3 separate regions of the Sus scrofa genome follow, and regions 1 and 3 are each linked to region 2. The links are chromatin contacts, called in public promoter capture Hi-C and targeted proximity ligation maps. All regions are on one chromosome and are shown on one strand. The core of a region is the stretch at or near the end of the contact, and the rest is flanking DNA. Distances in the headings are between cores, read along the strand shown. Region 1 has its middle 13 kb from the start of TRNAD-GUC. Region 2 holds the start of VAMP1 (vesicle-associated membrane protein 1). Region 3 holds the start of GAPDH (glyceraldehyde-3-phosphate dehydrogenase).

Region 1 (4,202 bases), core at 993-3,492, 47 kb after region 2:
TCGGCCATCTGTATGTCTTCTTTGGAGAATTGTCTGTTTAGATCTTCTGCCCATTTTTGGATGGGATTGTTTGTTTTTTTGGTATGGAGCTGCAGAAGTTGTTTATAAATTTTGGAGATTAATCCCTTGTCAGTTGATTCACTTGCAAAGATTTTCTCCCATTCTGTGGGTTGTCTTTTTGTGTTGTTTAGGGTTTCATTTGCTGTGCAGAAACTTTGAAGTGTGAGTAGGTCCCATTTGTTTATTTTTCTTTTTATTGTCAATACTCTGATAGGTGGATCTGAGAAGATGTTGCTGTCGTTTATGTCAGAGAGTGTTTGGCCTATGTTATCCTCTAGGAGCTTGATAGTGTCTGGTCTTCTATCTTGGTCTTTAATCCATTTGGAGTTTATTTTTGTGTATGGTGTTAGGGAGTGTTCTAATTTCATTCTTTTCCATGTGGCTGTCCAGTTTTCCCAGCACCACTTATTGAACAAGCTGTCCTTTCTCCATTGTATAGTCTTGCTTCCTTTGTCATAGATTAGTTGGCTGTAAGTGCATGGGTTTAATTCTGGGCTTTCTATCTTGTTCCACTGATCTATATGTCTGTCTTTGTGCCAGTACCATGCAGTTTTGACGACTACTGCTTTGTAGTATAGTCTGAAGTCCGGAAGCCTGATTCCTCCAGCTCCATTTTTCTTTTTCAGGATGTCTTTGGCTATTCTGGGTCTTTTGCACTTCCAAACAAACTTCAAAATATTTTGTTCAAGTTCCGTGAAAAATGTCCTTGGTAATTTGATAGGGATTGCATTGAATCTGTAGATTGCCTTGGGTAGTATAGTCATTTTGATAATATTGACTCTTCCAATGAAAGAGCATGGTATGTCTTTCCATCTGTTTGTGTCATCTTTGATTTCTTTCATCAGTGGCTTGTAGTTTTCAGAGTACAGGTCTTTTGTTTCTTTAGGTAGGAGATTTAATTTATTGCCTAACATATGGTCTATCCTGGAAAATGTTATGCATGTAGTTGAGACGGATGTGTATGCTGTTGATAGTGGGTAGTGTCCTATATAAGTCTGTTAGACCTAGTTATTTCATTGTGTTTAAGTTTTCTGTTTCCTTACTTCTGTCTGGTTGTTCTATAGTTATTGTGAATGGAGTATTGATGTCTTCGGCTATTTTTGTAGAACTGTTTATTTCTCCCCTCAATTCTGTCATTTTTTTTCTTTTTCTTTTTCTTTTTTGTCTTTTTAAGGCTGCATGTGGAAGTTCCCAGGCTAGGGGCTGAACCAGAGCTGCAGCTGCTGGCCCTACACCACAGTGACAGAATGCCGTATCTGAGACACATCTGCAACCTGTGCTGCAGTTTGTGGCAACAGGAGATACTTAACCCACTGAGCGAGGCCAGAAATCAAACCTGCATCCTCATGGATACTAGACAGGTTCTTAACCCACTGAGCCACATCAAGAACTCCTGTCAGTTTTTGTTTTGCATATTTTGCTGGTCTATCATTAGGTGTATGTATGTTTATAATTATATCTTCTTGCTGTATTGAATCTTCTATTGATATACATATCCTTTGTCTCTTGTAACTTTTTTTGATTTAAAGTCTATTTTGTCTGATATTAGTGCTTTGTCACTATTTGCATGGAGTATCTTTTTCCATCCTTTCACTTTCAACCTGTTTGTGTCTTTGGATCTCAAGTGAGTCTCTTGTAGGTGACATAGAGTTGGATCAGGTGTTTTTATCAATCTTGCTGATTTCTGTCTTTTGATTGAGGAGCTTAATCCATTTACATTTGAAGTAATTACTAATAAGAAGGGACTTGCTTCTCTTATTGTGTTATTTGTCTTCTATTGCCTCTTAGCTTTTTCCCTTCATTTCCTGCATTCCTATCTTTTTTTGTTTAGTTGATTTTTGGTAGTGAAATATTTATATTCCTTCCTCATTTCTTTTGTGTATATTCTACAGCTATTTTCTTTGTGGTTACCATGGGGAACACTTAACATCCTAAAGGTATAACACTATAGTTTGAGTTTATACCAGCTTAATTTAAAGAACATATAAAAGCTGTATTCCTTTACACCTCCATCTTACATTGTAACTTTCTAATTTTCCTCATATATGCATTTGTTTTTGAATGTCCTAGTCTTCCATGTCTGGCTCCTAAAAAAGGAAAAAAAAAAAATGAAGGGAGAAAAGGGCACTGGCCCTTTAAGTTCATGTGAAGTCACTTCAGCTAGAATGGGAGGGGCTTGTAATGGGTAGGGGAGGTGCAACAATGGCTACTGGCCTCTTTGTAATCAGAAGCAGCAGCCATCAGGGCACCGACTCCCAATATTTAGAAGATGGGGCCCTTTATGCCCACCCTGACTCTCCCAAGCTATGTGCAAGCTGCTCCAGGAACACACGCACAGCTGCCTGCCACCTGGCTGGTAGGCAAGGGGGTGTTGTTTTGTGCTAATAGCTGATATTGACCAAAATCAAACACAATTTACTGTCCAAGTCTTTCTCTGGACATTGCAAGCCTTCAACCAGACTCCAGAGTTCCAAACTAGTTACAAAAGACAGACTCTGCCAGGGCAGTAGTCCTGTAGGAAAGAAGCCAGATTCCTGTTGCTTCCTACTCTGCCATCTTCTCAGAATCTCCCCAATAATTTTTACTTTTTTTTTTTTTTTTTTTTTTGGTCTTTTTAGGGCTGCACCAACAGCATCTGGAGGTTCCCAGGCTAGGCACAAATCAGAACTGTACCTGCTGGCCACGCCACAACCTCAGATCTGAGCCGCCTCTGTGACCTACACCACAGCTCACAGCAATGCTGGATCCTTAACCCACTGATTGAGGACAGGGATTGAACCTGCGTCCTCATGGATGCTAGTCAGATTTGTTTCCACTGAGCCAAAATGGGAACTCCAATTTTTACTTTTTAAAATTAACTTAAGTTGAACAATCTAAATTCCAGTAATAATCAATTCCATTTACATCTATAGTCCACTGAATTTTTAAAAATATATTAAGTTGCGTATCTAAATTTCACGTTTTATTTTCTTTTTAAGTACTTAGATACATAACTGAATGGGCTTATGACCCTAACAAGAAAATACTTCCTAAATACTTAAACAGTTTTTGTAAGTGTAATGAATGATAGCCATACCAAATCATAAAATCCCTCAAACTTTATAATTCTATTTACAGTCAACACTTTGAACCCCTTAAACTTAGAATCATTAATTGAAAATCAATTACACATTTTAATAGAATAATGAGGCTAATTTTTATAGCTCTCCCATGTTAAATTATTTTCAGTATTACCAAAACTTTAAATACTAAATATACACAGATTATCCCAATGATTAAAACTTATGTGAAGTCCCACTCCTGGGCAGCCTCACTCCAGACAAAACAATAATTCAAAAAGATGCATGCACCCTTACGTTCACTGCAGCACTATTCACAATAGTCAAGACATGGAAACAACCTAAATGTCCGTCAACAGACGAATGGATTAAGAAGATGTGGTATATATACACAATGGAATACTACTCAGCCATAAAAAAGAACAAAATAATGCCATTTGCAGCAACATGGATACAACTAGAGATTCTCATAGTAAGTGAAGGAAATCAGACAGAAAAAAGACAAATACCATATGATATCACTTATATGTGGAATCTAAAATCTGACGCAAATGAACCTATCTACAAAACAGAAAGATTCACAGACATAGAGAGAACAGACTTATGATTGCCAAGGGGGAGGAGGAGGGGGAGGGGGAGGGGGAGGGAGTAGGATAGTCTGGGAGTTTGGGGTTAGTAGAGGCAAACTATACATTTAGAATGGATAATCAATGAGGTCCTGCTGTATAGCACAGGAAATTGTATCCAGTCTCTTGGTGTAGACCATGATGGAAGATAATATAAAACAGGGAATGTATATATATGTATGACTGGGTCACTTTGCTGTGCAGCAGAAATTGGCATAACATTGTAAATCAACTGTACTTAAACAATAATTTTAAAAACCCCAAAACTTATGTGAAGCTTAGCATGAGTTTGATTTGGTTCATCACTTTTGGTTGGTTTGACCTGAGAAGCAAGACCACTATGAGTGATAAGGAATAAGGAACTGGTAAAGGGGTCTGTAGATGTCTGTTGCCTCTGTATCTGTGCTGGGCCTAGATCATCATTGGTCAGGTGGGAAGAAATACTGGCTGTGAGGTA
Region 2 (4,273 bases), core at 1,671-4,170:
ACTAGCCAAATTTGTTTCCGCTGAGCCACGACGGAAACTCCTAGGATTGCTATTAATCAGACATTGAATTATTTGGCTTGATTTTTTTTTCTTTTTTCTTTTTTTTTTTTGTCTTTTTGCCATTTCTTGGGCCGCTCCCACGGCATATGGAGGTTCCCAGGCTAGGGGTCGAATCAGAGCTGTAGCCTAGCCACCGGCCTACGCCAGAGCCACAGCAACGTGGGATCTGAGTTGCATCTGCAACCTACACCACAGCTCACAGCAAAGCTGGATCATCAACCCACTGAGCAAGGCCAGGAATCAAACCCACAACCCCATGGTTCCTAGTCGGATTCGTTAACCACTTAGCCACGATGGGAACTCCTTGATTTTCTTATTTTCTTATTTCCTATTTCCATCTCTGTTGGCTCTTGCTCCTGGTTCTTTGTTCCTTATTTGTTTGCAATCTTTGACCACAAGTTATTTTTCTTGGAACTGTATCTGTGGAAATTCCCCAAGGCCTAGATTGAAGATGAGCTCATCCAGACAGGGTTTGCATTGCTTAGGCTGGTGCTTGGTGGCACTGTCAACCCAGAACCACTTTAAATTCTTGCTATTTTGTTTTTAGGACCAAGAAGGAATTCAGGCAGAAAAGCCACAGCTTGTGATTATAAATTGTCTACATATATTTAAAGGAAAAACAGAAAGATCTCCAGGAGGCACCTAACTTCCGGATGAGTGATTTTCTATGCACTCCTCTAGGGGCAGTTGGGGTGTTTGTGCCATGCAGAAGTTCCTGGGCCAGGGATCAAACCTTGCACCACAGCAGCTACCCAAGCCACAGCAGTGACAGGTGTTAGCATACTTTAAACTCACTTTTAAATGAGGATATTGCCCTCTGGAGTTTTGGCTTTAGGATAGGGGACTTCTGCTAGATTTCCAACCCTATGCAGGCCCTGGATTCTGTCTCCTATGCCACAGTGGCACCACATGAGATGACCATGCCTAAATTCAACTTTTAACGAAATGCTCTCAAAGCAAAATAGGCTTTATCTCAGTTTACCTCTTTAGGTACCAGCTTTCACTTAGTTTGTGGTCCTTAAATAGTCTTACTTTCTTGCCAGCTTACATAAATGCTTATTAATTTATTAATTTATTTATTCTTTTTATGGCCACACCTGCAGCATATGGAAGTTCCCAGGCTAGGGGTCAAATTGGAGCTGCAGCTGCCAACCTATACCACAGTCACAGCAATGCTGTATCTGAGCCAAATCTGTGACATATGCTGCAGCTTGCAGCAATGGTGGATCCTTAACCCACTGAGTGAGGCCAGGGATCAAACCCACATCCTCATAGACACTATGTTGGGTTCTTAACCTGCTGAGCCACAACAGGAACTCCCATAAATGCATTTTAAAAATAATCTTTTAGGCAAAGGATCTAAAATAGCTAACTAATTTTGAAAAAGAACAACAGTGTGTGAGAAATACTTAAGTCTTACTGTATAGCTACAGTAATTAAGACAGTGTGTTATTATTATCTTTTTGGTCTTTTCTGTCTTTTTAGGTCCACACCTGCGGCACATGGAGGTTCCCAGGCTAGGGGTCCAATCGGAGCTGAAGCCGCTGGCCTACATCACAGCCACAGCAACTAGGGATCTGAACCACGTCTGCAACCTACACCACAGCTCACAGCAACGCCAGATCATTAACCCACTGAGCAAGGGCAGGGACCGAACCCGCAACCTCATGGTTCCTAGTCGGATTCGTTAACCACTGCGCCACGACGGGAGCTCCAGGTTGTGACATTTTGATAAATCATCCTAGTGGTTTCTTAGAGGATGGATATGAATGAGGGCAAGATGAAACAAAATGATATGATATTTCATTAATTTTAAGAGGCACTTTTCTTTTTTCACTTTAACATCTAAATTGGGATGTCTGACTATATTAGCCAGAATGGTCATACTGTATTTGTCATACTGGCTCATAAGAATCAAAATTTGCCAAATGGATGTCTTGAAAGAAAAATTCCAGACAGAAAAGGAACATTTCTTTAAGAAATGCTGCATCACCCAAAGCCCTTGATGGCATGCACAGAGGACTATATTGTGTGGAAATCATGCACATCTAAGACTGAGTAAAAAGAAAAAAAAAATCGTAAGAGTCGGTGTCTGAAAAAGTTTTATGAACACTAGGCTACTTTTCTATTTTCCTTTGCATGTATGCATGAGAGTGATGTATGGTAAAAATCTGCATCTATAGAAACCTCCACTTTCCATACATATAAAATAAAAATTCGAAGTGATAAAAAAGCATTATGTTGGTGTGCAGTACGTGGAAGAATGATTTTACAACTGATGGACGCCAAACAAGGGATAATAAGCTGCAGCAGGACAGTGAGAGGAGGGGAGAGAATTATTGAAATACTAAGAAGAAAAAAATCCGCTCAGCTTGGTGATTTATAGGAGGGCAGAAAAAGATGAATGGGAGGAAAATCTAGCATGGTTTCCAGGTTTCTGGTTTGGGCAACTGAGTCCAAGTGGTAAGCTACCGAGAGGGATAGGACAAGCAAGTTTGGGGAGGGAAAGTTAAATTTAGGACAGACTGAGCGAGGGGCTTGATGGCTGTGTAGAACCGGTGAACCGAGCTCTCCAAAGTATTTACTTTGGTCGTAAGGATCCCCGCCGCCCAGCGGCCCGGGGAGCCTGCGGCTCTGCCTCGATGGATATAGCCTCCTCAGAGCTGTCTGTCAAAGACTGGGGGTGGAGGCCTGCCAGGTCCGAGCACCTGGGCGGTGCCCAGACAACCGAACCTCTGCTGCTCCCAGGGTTTGGGAGTCCCGGCTGCCACGCGCCAACCTGCTTGCCGCTGTAGGCGGAAACGGCGTGATTGGCTGGAGACGCGGGCCGTGGGCGGGCCCGGACCGAGGAACTGCTCAGCGATTGGCTTGGAGGCACCAAAAAAGCCCAACTCAAACTGCTGGAGCCGACCCTCCAGGAGGGGGGCCATAGTTCCACCCATCCCTGTCGCTTAGTCAGACAGGTAAGCAAACCACAGTTGTATTGGCCACATCCTCCCAGCATCGCTCATTTTCCGGGTCCGAATGATAAGAGAGCCGTGACTGGCGAATTTCCAGGGGCGGGCACTGTAGGCTTTATTCCCTGCTTCATTTCAGGACTGGCGTCTGTTCTTGGCGGGGATTGGTCCACAGGTTTATCAGCGTGATCCGGGGGCGTGACCAGCACTAATAAAGACTGGGGCCTGAGCGGCCGCTGCAGTGAGTTCCACCGCAGCTAGAGCTCCAGGTGGTCAGCAAGAGGAGGAGCGTGGCGTTGCCGTCGGTTTCACCGCAGAGTTCCCTGACCCGGTGTCACGCCGCAGCCTCCGGAGAGGAGACAGACCTCTCCTTCCTCTGTTTGAGACATGTGAGTTGACTCTGGTGTGGGGGGCGCGACACCTCCTTGCCAACTCTCACCCCCAGCGCAGAACTCTGCGGGACCGAAAATGGCGCATTGCAGCAGATGCAGCGACGCGGGGAACCACCGCCGCGCACCAGCCCTGGGCCGGGCCACCCTTGGGGAAGGGAGGCTGCACCTCATTCCTGCACCAGTTCCAGCCAGCATCCCACGGGCGGCGCAGGGGCGCGGGGGTCCCACTTTCGCTGCCCCTCTTCTCTCGCCTGTGGGGCTCCTCAGTCAGGTCTCTGTTGAAAGATGGTGCGCCAAGACACCGGGTAGGGGCCTACCCCAGGCCCTTTCTTGTTGTTGGTTGAAGCTGTACTTAGGGCCTCTAGAAAGACAGTCATGGCCATGGGTGCACCTGCCAGTTAGTAACTTGGCTTGTCCTGCAATCTCTGACTTGGGTACCCCCCAACTCTTCTTGGCTGTGAGCAAAGCTCCAGAAACTTACCTGCCAGTTCCCTGGCGCTAGGTGAGCAGCTCAAAAAGGCTCAAGGGGCAGGGGCATGTGATTCCAAGCAGCCACTCATCCCAAGGCCACCCGTGTAGGTGATGTTTTCCTGTTATTGAGTCTTAGCCAAGTATTTAGAAGAGAAACAGCTGAGGATCCCCTCAACCCCTTTCCTCAACACATTCAACTTAGTCTCTGATCATCTTCAACATCACTCCCATTCCAAAACCTTGAGGAAGAACTAGGGCTAGACGAATGAAGAACTTTCCATTCTTTCCTGGAGTCCTGGTCTGGTCCTAGATGTATTTTTGATGCTTCTCTTGGTGACAGAAAAGGGAACAGATTTATTTATGTTACATAAGGGTTATAACTATCTCCAGATA
Region 3 (4,237 bases), core at 100-2,599, 47 kb before region 2:
TTCAAGGAGCACTGATGCAGAGACAGGGGCTGCGGCTCCGCCGGCTCCGGGAGCCATTTTGTGGAAAATTTCTAAGTACCCATGACTCAGCTCCCCCGGCATGGCACCAAGCCAACGCTACCACACCTCTCCGGAGAAAGAGAAGGGAAACAACCCGGAAACAACCCAAGACCACCCCCATAAAGCCCCGTTTTTGATTCATCAGAGAACCATCCAGAAAAAGCATCCCCTCATCCCCGGGGGGGGGAATCTGGCTGGGGCTTGAAGGGATGCTCTAGGGTTAGTTTGCTAAGAGCTGAGGTCCAGCTGACTAAGAAGGGGAAAGCGTGGCCGGACCTGGGTTACCGGATAAAGGAGACTCCACCCCACGAGGCAGGGGTAGAAGGCTTAGTCATGGGCAAGTAAGGAGAAAGATTGAAGGACTCAGGAAGATTTCCTAACGGCGGTTCATTCATTTCCTTCCTAGTTGCAACATGGCGGCTAGGTTACCGCAGATGCCCCCTCCCAGCTGGTTCTGCACAGCAGCTGTGCCTCCTGCATCCCGGGGCTGCCCGGCTGGGGGCACTGGTTGCGGCTGGGGGGATGGGCTCCTCCCCTTCACGTGACCCCGCAGGGCGCGAAAGGAAAGAAAGAGCCCCAGCTGGGGGATTAGGGGATGGGGCCAAAGCAAGAATTGGAGACTCCAGGGCTGTGTATCTGCGGCAGGTGAAGAGGAAGGCTCCGCAGAGGCGGAGTTACAGAACGCGCAACAGCCAGGGATGGGGGACACGAGGCCTTGCGAGGGCCTCCTCCAGGTCCGAGCGCTGACCTTGAGTTCTCCTTGGGGGTGGGGTACGACCACCCCATCCAAGTCCCCCACATGCTTGCACAGACCCGGTAGGGCGAGACCTGCGGACGCAATTTGGTGGGGGCTGCAGTACTTACTGCCCCACCCTGCCCCACCCCCTAACTCACCCGTTCACTCCGACCTTCACCATCGTGTCTCAGGGACGCGGCTGCCGGCAGAGGAAAGAGAACATTAGATCGCGGGGCAAAGCGGCTGGAGCCCGACGGTGCCCTCCCCGCCCCTCCCCCAGGCCTCCATCCTCGCTCTGCTCTTCTGCACGTCCTTCCTCCCCCTCAACCCGCAATGCAGGGGCCCGGCCCGGCGCAGCCACAACTCCGGCTCCAGCCGGGGCCCCGCACCCACACTCCCAGACCGCGCACGGCCCCCGGTCCCTTTCGGACCAGTCCTCGAACCCTTGTGGCTCCACTCCGCCAGGCTTTACCTGGCAATGCACGGAACACACGGCTGTCTGTCGAACGGGGAGGAGCAGAGAGCGCAGGGGAAGGCTGCAGCCGGAATTTATAGGGCAGGGGGCGGGGCGGGGGCGGGGTGACGTGGGCTCGCCTCGCCCAGTCCTAGCTCCAGCAGCGGAGGCCTGAGCTACGTGCGCCCGTAAAGTCGCGAGTAGCCGACCCCCACTTCTTCTTTTTTTTTCCTTTGGACCCGCCTGGTTCTGCCAATGTGCACGCGCCACACAAGTGGGCTGAGGACGGAGAGGGGGAGGGGACCGGTGATGCTGCCTGGCCCGGTTGGGGTTGTACTGCAGGGGGCAGTGGACTAGGAGGAGGGGGCCCTGGCGAAAACTGAGGACACCCAAGGAGCCAGGGACGTTAAAGTTGCTGCAGGGATGTAACGGGAGGATATGGGGAGCCAGTGGGATGGGAAATTGGAGCGGAACCCGGGGTTGGGGGCGCGGCTCGCAGCTCGCGGCTGCAGTCTCCCCTACCCCCCCCCCTTCAAAAGCTGAGAAGCGGGAAGATTGAGGAACTTCTCGAGGCTCTTCGGTAGTGACCCAGGAACTACAGAGGAAAAGGCCCGGGAGGGGCCTCCAGCAAGGCCCTCTCCAGCCCCCTTCCCCTTTCCCCCCTCCCCTTCTCTTGGCTCCTGGCCTCCCCGGGCTGGGGACCGCGGCTGGCCCTGGCCAGTGGGAGGCCTGGAGAGGAAGGAGGCTCGGAAGGAGGCCTGAGAGGGAAGTTTCTGCACTGAAGGTCACGATGCCCTGCAGGACAGGCAGCCTGGACATCTGAGAATCGAGCAGACAAACCAGGACCTGTGTGCACCAGCTGCTCTCCCCCAGGCCCTGGCTGGCTGGGGCCTCAGCGAGGGGACAGGATCGCTTTGGGGGGCTGGCCAGGTAGAGGCTCAGAGGTCTCCCACAAAGTTGCTCCTGGGAAATTTGAGGGCTGAGCGGCCCGGGCTGGGAGACAATGTCCCTTTCACCCCATCCAGCCCTGGGCAGAGCAGGACGTGAGAGCGGAAGTCCCTCCCCATCCTGGGACGTGCAGGCCAGCCCTGCAGTCAGGGCCTCCCTTTCACTGGCTGCGCCCAGGGGATGTTGGGGGCAGGGTGAGGTGTCCATAAGAGGGAAAAGATTGGGAGGTCTTGGACACAGGGTGGGGACAAGGGCCCCTAGCCCCTTCCCAGACGTGATGTGGAGGAGGAAATCCATTCTTCTCCAAGACCAGTCCCTCAGAAGCTGGGGCTGGGCCAGGTTTGTGAGCAGAGGATGAAAGATGGGTTGGTTCTGAGGACTTGAAGTGTTGAAGGTTCAGGGAAGGTGGGGGGAGGGTGGAATGGACGTTGCCCATTAGCAGGTGCTGGTGGAAGGAATTGGGGCCTCTTTGCTGGCCCAGCGTAACCTGAGACCAGCCCCCTTTTCCAGCTGAAAAGCCTGTGGCTAAGTTTAGCCCGCAGGATGATAACCTTTGCTTAAAAGGCAGAGAGCACGCTGCCCCGCACCCCGACTCAAGCCTGTCCTGTCCCTTCCCTTTCTGGGACTGCCCTCCTTCCTTGGGGCCCCAGATCCAAGGCTGGCTGTTGCTGGCAGCCATGTGCACAGTCGGTGCCCAGGCTTTTCAAGAGCGGCAAGAGCAGGGACTGAGGGCACTTAACGGTGAGGGAGGCGGGATGCTGGGCACTGAGGAATCTGCTGGGGAAGTGGAGCACCAGGATCATATACTCTCCCTGGCAAGGGCCTTAGGAGCCCCTCCACCCTCCTCTGCTCCCCGAAGCATGTTCCCCTTTGCTGCATGCTTGTCATTGTTCATTACTGTCCTTTGCTGAAAAAAGAGGGAGCTCAGTGCCCAGGGAGCATGACTGACGCAGTCTGCTGTTGTCATGACAGCAAAGACACCAGTGTTGTCATGACAGCAGCCTCACTGCCTCCGCTTCAGGTGACTCAGCAGAGAAATCTTGGGGGGCAGGAGGGGGTGAACAGGGCCTGCAGCTGAGGGGCTGACATCCTGCAGACCCTGTAAACGTGGTGCCAAATCCCTGGGGGATGGTCTCTACACTGTCTAGAGCTGGAATTAGGGGCACAAGCCAGGGTGGGCAGGACAGAGCAGCCAGCCCCTGGGGAGGAGGGTTTCTCAACTTCAGCACTCCTGACATTTTGCATTGATGACTCTTTGCATCAGACCCGTCCTGTGCATTGTAGGATATTTAGCAACACCCCTGGCTCCTACTCATTAGCTGCTGTTAGCACCCTCTCCTTGGCTGTGACAACAAAATAGTCTCTGGATATTGTCAAATGTCCCTTGGAGGGCAACACTGCCCCCAGATTGAGAAGCGTGGATCTGAAGCCTAGGCACTGCCTAATTCTGCACAGCGGAGCAATCCTGCCACGTGTGCAGGGTGTGGAGGTTGAGAGGCAAGGACGGGCCAGCAAGGGACTCGAAGCTCATCAGATGCTGGCACAGGCCCCAGACTCCTGGATCAATAACCCTCTGTCTGCTGCCTGCCTCTGGGCTAATGTGGGATGAAACACAGACAGGCTTAGGAAAAACCTCTAAAAGTATATAAAAATATTTATTCATTAGAAAACAAAGAAACTGGCAAACACACATTCTGGAAAACAACTTGACTTGGTTCAGTTAGGCTTAGTTTAGCAAAGCCTAACATTATAAAGACCATTTACACATTAAAAAAAACCAAGGAGACAGGTAAACACGTATTTTACAAGGGGAATGGAATTCAGGGTCACTCCACAAGACACCTGCAGGGCTGGCTGGGATGGGAACAGGTAGGACACCTCTAGGATCTTTGTCTGTGAGCAGATGCTCGGCGGATGGGGGTGGTTTTCTTGGGTGTCTCATCTTCCATCATCTCTGCTGACAGTTCTATTCAAAAGAATTGGGGGAATGAGACAAAGCTGAGTCACAAAGATGGTGAAAAACGGGTCTTAAGAGAACG

What was found. Promoter capture Hi-C pulls out the DNA fragments that hold promoters and counts their contacts.
Region 1: a contact with region 2 is called in a promoter capture Hi-C map of liver, with 6 times the contacts expected there. A contact is called at or near these places in 2 of 5 promoter capture datasets (fetal liver and liver), 33 of 47 Hi-C or Micro-C datasets (adipocytes, alveolar macrophages, blood and 16 more) and 2 of 2 datasets of targeted methods (alveolar macrophages and skeletal muscle).
Region 3: a targeted proximity ligation map of alveolar macrophages shows a contact between it and region 2. A contact is called at or near these places in 8 of 47 Hi-C or Micro-C datasets (blood, brain, embryonic fibroblasts and 3 more) and 2 of 2 datasets of targeted methods (alveolar macrophages and skeletal muscle).

Annotation. Positions count from the first base shown.
Region 1 is chr5:64,226,054-64,230,255 of Sscrofa11.1, forward strand. No RefSeq gene overlaps it. Among named protein-coding and RNA genes, the nearest start is that of TRNAD-GUC, 13 kb to the left of the region's middle.
Region 2 is chr5:64,178,576-64,182,848 of Sscrofa11.1, forward strand. It overlaps VAMP1 (vesicle-associated membrane protein 1), which reads left to right and starts at 2,921. Exons shown (of 6, transcript XM_005653160.3): 1 at 2,921-3,023; 2 at 3,157-3,406. The coding sequence starts at 3,405.
Region 3 is chr5:64,132,671-64,136,907 of Sscrofa11.1, forward strand. It overlaps GAPDH (glyceraldehyde-3-phosphate dehydrogenase), which reads right to left and starts at 1,350. Exons shown (of 12, transcript NM_001206359.1): 1 at 1,269-1,350; 2 at 955-995. The coding sequence starts at 977. LOC110260753 (a long non-coding RNA gene) reads left to right here and starts at 2,211. Exons shown (of 3, transcript XR_002344125.1): 1 at 2,211-2,537. It overlaps NCAPD2 (condensin complex subunit 1), which reads right to left. Exons shown (of 32, transcript XM_021092430.1): 32 at 3,835-4,164. The coding sequence ends at 4,079.